Linked DNA regions of Mus musculus: region 1 is linked to region 2. The links are chromatin contacts, called in public Hi-C maps. All regions are on one chromosome and are shown on one strand. Each heading gives the region's core, a stretch centred on a gene start, on an enhancer-like site or on the middle of the called end of the contact. The rest is flanking DNA. Distances are from core to core; before and after follow the strand shown. Region 1 holds the start of Cpped1 (calcineurin-like phosphoesterase domain containing 1). Region 2 overlaps Cpped1 (calcineurin-like phosphoesterase domain containing 1).

The links. A called contact is a pair of places that touch in the nucleus more often than the background predicts.
Region 1: a Hi-C map of adipose-derived mesenchymal stem cells shows a contact between it and region 2, with 2.0 times the contacts expected there. The contact joins the promoter of Cpped1 here to the enhancer-like site in region 2. A contact is called at or near these places in 3 of 39 promoter capture datasets (the HPC-7 cell line, epiblast stem cells and stem cell-derived epiblast-like cells), 2 of 484 Hi-C or Micro-C datasets (adipose-derived mesenchymal stem cells and nephron progenitors), 5 of 115 datasets of contacts at active chromatin or transcription factors (the SCID.adh cell line, bone marrow-derived macrophages, embryonic stem cells and 1 more) and 3 of 9 other capture datasets (adipose tissue, embryonic stem cells and liver).

The regions. Positions count from the first base shown.
Region 1 is chr16:11,907,678-11,910,818 of GRCm38.p6, forward strand. It overlaps Cpped1 (calcineurin-like phosphoesterase domain containing 1), which reads right to left and starts at 1,746. Exons shown (of 4, transcript NM_146067.3): 1 at 1,589-1,746. The coding sequence starts at 1,658. The region is part of intron 2 of Gm9961 (predicted gene 9961); the gene reads left to right.
Region 2 is chr16:11,852,788-11,855,589 of GRCm38.p6, forward strand. The region is part of intron 2 of Cpped1 (calcineurin-like phosphoesterase domain containing 1); the gene reads right to left. Among named protein-coding and RNA genes, the nearest start is that of Gm9961, 47 kb to the right of the region's middle. Within about 2 kb of position 1,399, at least 29 of the 459 cell types and tissues checked have an H3K27ac peak or open chromatin away from gene starts, as enhancers often do. A contact at or near this core is called in adipose-derived mesenchymal stem cells, where this site is marked.

The DNA.
Region 1 (3,141 bases), core at 496-2,995, 55 kb after region 2:
AAACTAAGAAAATGCCTGAGTCATTTTCAAAGGGATTATCTGGGATGAGATGAATATAAAGAGACTATGAGGAACATTAAGCAGCCAAAAGATAGAGCCACTGTCATTCAGATACCTCCATCTGGGAACAGAGTCTAAGAACATAAAGACTGTTGGGAGAAACAGGGCCTTCTAGGGAGGAATACAGTCTACAAAGGGGAACCCTGGAAGGGCATCAAGTGCAGGAATACACATTCAGGTGTTTGTTTCTCCTCCCCCTAATCTCCCGTGGGAGCTTCTGGTTGGCTGAGTGTCTTCTTGCCCAGCTCTCCTGCCAATCTAAGGATCAGGACAAAGAGTTCATTCCTGCAAGCAGTCGCTCCTAGAGCACTGTGGCAAAGAGAAATCTGGAGAAGCAAAGACAAGAAAGACACCAAGTTGGTAAAACTCAGCACATCCATTAACAAAACATACAGCACGAATGCGCAATCAATGGGATACTGTTCAGAAGGAAGGAAGGAAGGAGAACTACTTAGAATAGGAGGCATCTCAAAAACATGTAGGCTGGGAAAACAAACAAACAAAAACCTAAGACACATTAAAATCTGTAGAAAATGGCAACACTGCAGACTGGACTTTCCCCAGTCCACCATCAGTGGATTTTTGGCTGTGCGCACCTGTGCAGAACCTTGAACTGCAAGGAGGGGAAAAGAAACAAAGGCCTAGCAGAGAACTGTAGGATTGATCTTCTTTGGCTAGCTAGGCAGAGGTAAGTCTGAGGAAATGAACCTGAAAATAGGATGTGAAGGCTGAGAAGGTGCCAGACTTCCAAGTCCCACCAGGTGAGCAGAGGAGAGCAGGTGCCAAGGCCCTCCGGGTTTGGAACGGGCCTGATTCTTTTTTCAGAGCAGTTCAGGCAAATTAGAGGCTGGATAACAAGGCGAGCGTTCCTGTGATTCTAAGCCAAGTGCCAGAGAAGAATCAACCCCAAAGATCCAAAGGAAACACAGGGAAACAGGAACCAATCCGGTATCCTCTGAGTTGCTGGGGCCTATCATTTGCTTAACACCCAGCATGTGTTCCACACCCAAGGTTACAGAAATAGTCTGATGTGTTAACAACGCTCCCTTTGAGGCAAGACTGGGTCAGATTATCTAAGCCCAACTTCCAAGAACGCTACCTGGACCAGAATGCCTTCCCTTTCTACGGTTACAGTAAGCAACTGGATATAAAAACACTCTCACTACAATTGACAGCCCCTGACACACACAGCGCTTGTCAGCTGCCCCGCAGAAGCTTGCCAAGGAAGAGAGAAGACAGGCCCCGTAGCAGAGCCCAAGCAGTCATTCACTTCTCTGCCACCTCCGCCCCGCTTCTGTTTAGTTTGTTTGCTTTATTTTTTAAGTTTGTGGTTTGCAAGGTCAAGTCAAGGCCAGCGAAGCACCCAACACTGCGAGGGAGGAACAACTCCGACAACGGTCCCCGGTGCTGTGTGCAACCCACGAAGGGATCCGGATAGAAGTGAGCGCCCGCGACCGGAAGGTTCCCCTCGCGGAAGGTTCTGCAGCTCTGGAGTGCCCCCCTTCCCAGGCGAAGAGCCAAGCAGTACCTGAGGAAAACGCGTCCAGGGTCCTGCCCCGGGCTCTGTGGAAAACATCCGCCGCCTCCATAGCGGACATGGCGAGCGACTGGCCTTGCCTGGGCACGTTCTGTGAGAGGAGGGAGCGACTCCACACCACCCGGCAGCCCCGCCTGGAACAGCTTCTGGAACCTGCCCTCCAGGAGGGCCGGGCGGGGCGGGGCCGCTCTGGGTGCTGCTAGTACTGCCTGGGCAGAACACGGAGATTGCCACCCCTAGTGGGATCCTCCCGGGGTCAGGATCCAACTTTCACTGGAACAGACTGGGGGTTGAGGCTTTGAGGCCTGGAGTTGTCTTATGTAACACGCATCGGGCCGCTTCATAATTTGGGATTTCAGGTTAACAAGAATAGGAAAAAACAAAACAAAAACAAACAAACAAAAAAACCCAACAAAACCCACGTTTAGCTTAAATATATCTCATGCAGTATTTGGGAGATACTTAAGCAGTTATTTTTAAAATATTGTTTATCTGAAATTCCATTTCAATTTGATGTCCTAAGTTTTATGTTGCAACCCTTCCAAACTGCCCACCATAATCTCAAGAGTCTTTAAGGCATCTTGACTGCCTGGACATTGCCACTGTCATTCTGTCACTGTTGTTGCTGGGTAACAGGCATTGCCCGAAGTACTTTGTGTTTTGCTTGTTACCTCATTGACTGCACTTGTCAGATGGGGAAACTGACACTCAGAGAGAGACACAACTCCTGAAAGCTAAGAGCTGCAGGTGAGCAAGACAAAATCTATCCAACTCAAAAGCCGTTACACTGGACTACAACCCTCACACTTGGTAGCAATCCAGATTTCGAGGTGGAAAATGTTAAATTCAGATCTCCAAAAAGAGGATACATTTATTAAGCACTACAGGGGAATTCCTAGGATCTGCCAAGTTGCTAAATTTTCTTCTCAACAAGTGTAAGCCTGAAATGTTCGTATGGTTAACAGAGCTAGGATGATGTCCCATGACCTTGAACTAGAGTCAGATATAAGTCCTAGCAATTTAGGACAGAAATACAAATGAGCTTGTGTCTCAGCTACTTGGGTTTATCCTAATACTACCACTTACTTTAGGTATGATCTTAAAAATTAGTTGCTCTGCACCTCAGTTTTCCTACCTGTCAAATGAGAACAATAACAATACCTAGGGTTATTGGGTTGGTGAGAAAGTTAGATGATGTTGTAATTTGCACATAAGATGTCTCCCGTAGGCTCATGTTGGAAGTTGTCCCCAGCTAGTTGTGAACGAAAGAAAAAGAAATAAAAAGGAAGGGAAAGGATATGAATTCCCCCTAGGTGTGGTGGAGGAGAAAGCTTATCTGTGGGAGAGTGTAGCCAAAAGCTGAGACATCTGTGAAAATCTAATACTGGGCAAGGGGAAGGGGTAAGGAGAAGGAGGGAAGAAAAGAACCAGGTGCAGCAGCCAGGAGGCCAAAGGTACAAAAAGGCTGGGTAACAAAATGTCTGGACTATATAGGGAAGAGCCCCTGGGGGGGGGGGGAAGGGCAGCCCAGCCTCTGGGCTGGA
Region 2 (2,802 bases), core at 149-2,648:
GGCTGGGGAGAAAAGGCTGCAGTCCCTGCTGCTGTCACTTACCCAGCAGCTCCAGGAACCAATGATGCACCGAGACCATTTCTACTTCCAACCCAGGAAGATGGCCTGGCATGACAATCTAATGAGGCCCAATTATGACAGAATATGACAGTCACTCCAGGCCAACTGGCTGGCTGGTACTCAGGATGCAGGGGGCAAGATGGCAGAAAAGGTAAACCATAAGGCAGAACGGGTGTCTCATGGATAGCATGAGATGCTTGCAACGGTTTTATACCAGACAGGATTAAAAAAAAAAAATCAATCCCCTTCTAGATGCTCTTTTTATGGAACAAGTGGATAGAGACAGACTTGTTTATGGAGCCCTGAGGGGAGTCGCTGTGAGTGGAGAGACAGCCTGAAGCATCAGCAGTGGTCAGGAGACTGCTGCAGTGCGATTCAGGACTCTAGGCTTGATTCCAGGCAGTTCTGAAAATGGCTGTCATTGTTTGCTTCCCCTCATTAGGAGGGAAATTAGCTGGGTATTCCTGATCTGTTTATGTGAGTACCAGTAGAAATCTGCACCAAATATCAGGGTGGGCGTGTGCTTCTGTAGGCAGAAGATGCAAATAAGTAGAGACATGGCTGGAGCTTTGGGAACAGGCTCAAGTCAGCTATGCCACAAGGCACACTGCGTGGTGTGGAGTGCCAGTCACACCGAGTCTGTACTCTGCTCCTCTCTATGGCCAAAGACAACATGATTTAAACATTACAAAGAATGCTCTTACAAATCTACAAATTAAAGAACCCTTATACACTGTGATGGGAATGCAAACTGATCCACACAATGTACAGGTCAGTATGGAGGCTCCTCCTAAAGAAGTACCCCAGGAACCAGCTAAAGCACCCCGAGTCTCCAAGTCAGCACACCACAGAGATATTTGCATATCTATGTTTACTGTAACACTATTCACAATTCTCAAGTTATGGAATTAGCTGAGATGTCTATCAACATAAAGAAATGTGATACGGATACATAATGGAGTTTTAAGAAATAAAGAATAAAATTAGGACATTTGGAAGAAAATCGAAAACATACACACACTCATGCACATTAGCAGACACACATAAATGTTATATAAGCAAGAGGGAACTATTTGGGAAGACAAAGGAGACCAGCAGGAGGGGAGGGAAATAGGGGAGAATACAGGGAGAATGCATGACGTGAGCATGTGCTGTGACAACATAGTAAAACTCACCATTTCATACAATGGATATACAAGGAAGAAGAGAAAAGAAAAATGACCATAATACTTTTAAGGAAAATGTAAAAGCTGTGGGACATGTCTGCAAGCATGATAATGTTCTTGTACATCTATCTCCCCAGGGGGACAGCAGCTCGCAGAACATCTTGATGAGCCATAAACCACATACAAAGGCTGAGGGAGGAGCTGAGAATGTAAGCTTGGGATTTCAGAGTCTCAGGCAAGACTGGGATAGCAGGAAATGCCTAACTAAAGACATCACAGAAATACACGGTCCAAGATTATAAAAATTATGAATGCCAGTTAAAATAGGTGTGAAAATATGTATGTTGCCAATTGCAAAACACATAAAAATACAGCCACTTAGAAGATTTACTGGTGGCCATTTAACACCCTCCTCTGTCTCCCTGCTGGGCACTTCCACTATTCCTTTCTGAGAGTTGGCACAGCCATTAGTGGTACAGTGGTATCCCAGGCCCTCCTAAAATCCCTGAAAGGGAAATGGGGAAACAAGAAAGCTAACATCTGACAGTAGAATTCTGCCCAAAGAGCTACTCTTCAGTATTATGGGGACATCAAAGAGGAAAGGACATTATATGGAGGTCCCAATACCAGCCCAAATAAGATGAGTCAGGCTAAGAGGATCCATGGGGCTCAGTGCACAATCATCTCAAGCTGCGGCTGATCAAGGCAAAAAGATATGGAGAAAACTACACTCTGCCTTCCTGGGGTCTCCTCTCTGCCCTAAACTTCTACAGCAATGACCACGATGACCTGCCAGGGAAGCCCATGGAGACCCAGAGCCAGGACTTCTCTTAGAGGTGGTCACAGAGACAGCCTTGCTTTTCCAGAAGGAAAGCTGAAGCCCCACATTCAGCACTGTTTATTCAGCAGTCTAGGCATGGTGAGCTTCTGTAAGCAGCGTGGAGAGAACTCTGAGGATCCAGGTTTCTAGCTGCTTGCGGAGGACCTACTGTACACAGGTTCATCTGAGGACTGAGGTACAGGTAAATGGTCTTGGGGAAGCTTAGAATCCCACCAGAAAGAAACAATATCGTCTCTCTCCTGCTATAGGTTCAACATCATTTCCAGGTGCATAAGAGACCTATCAGGGAAGGCAATAGTCGGGCAGAATGCAATGATACTCATGAATGAAGACACAATGACAAAGCCTCATCATGTATATACCAACCTAAAAAGTTAGGACCTCAGGACAAAGAGTGACTTCTTAGGTCTGCAGATGTGGCTCAGTGGCACAGTGCTTGCCTGGTATGCATTAAGCCCTGTGGTCCTTTGCCATTAAAACAACAACAACAACAACAACAAAACAAACAACTGGCTAGAGAGATGCCTCAGCCGTTAAGAGCACTGACTGCTCTTTCAGAGGTCCTGAGTTCAATTCCCAGCAACCACATGGTGGCTCATAACCATCTGTAATAGGATCTGATGCCCTCTTCTGGTGTGTCTGAAGAGGGTGACAGTGTACTCACATACATACGATAAATAAATCTTTTAAAAAAATGCTTTCTGTCATTTTAGAGACACAGTATAGCTATGTGTC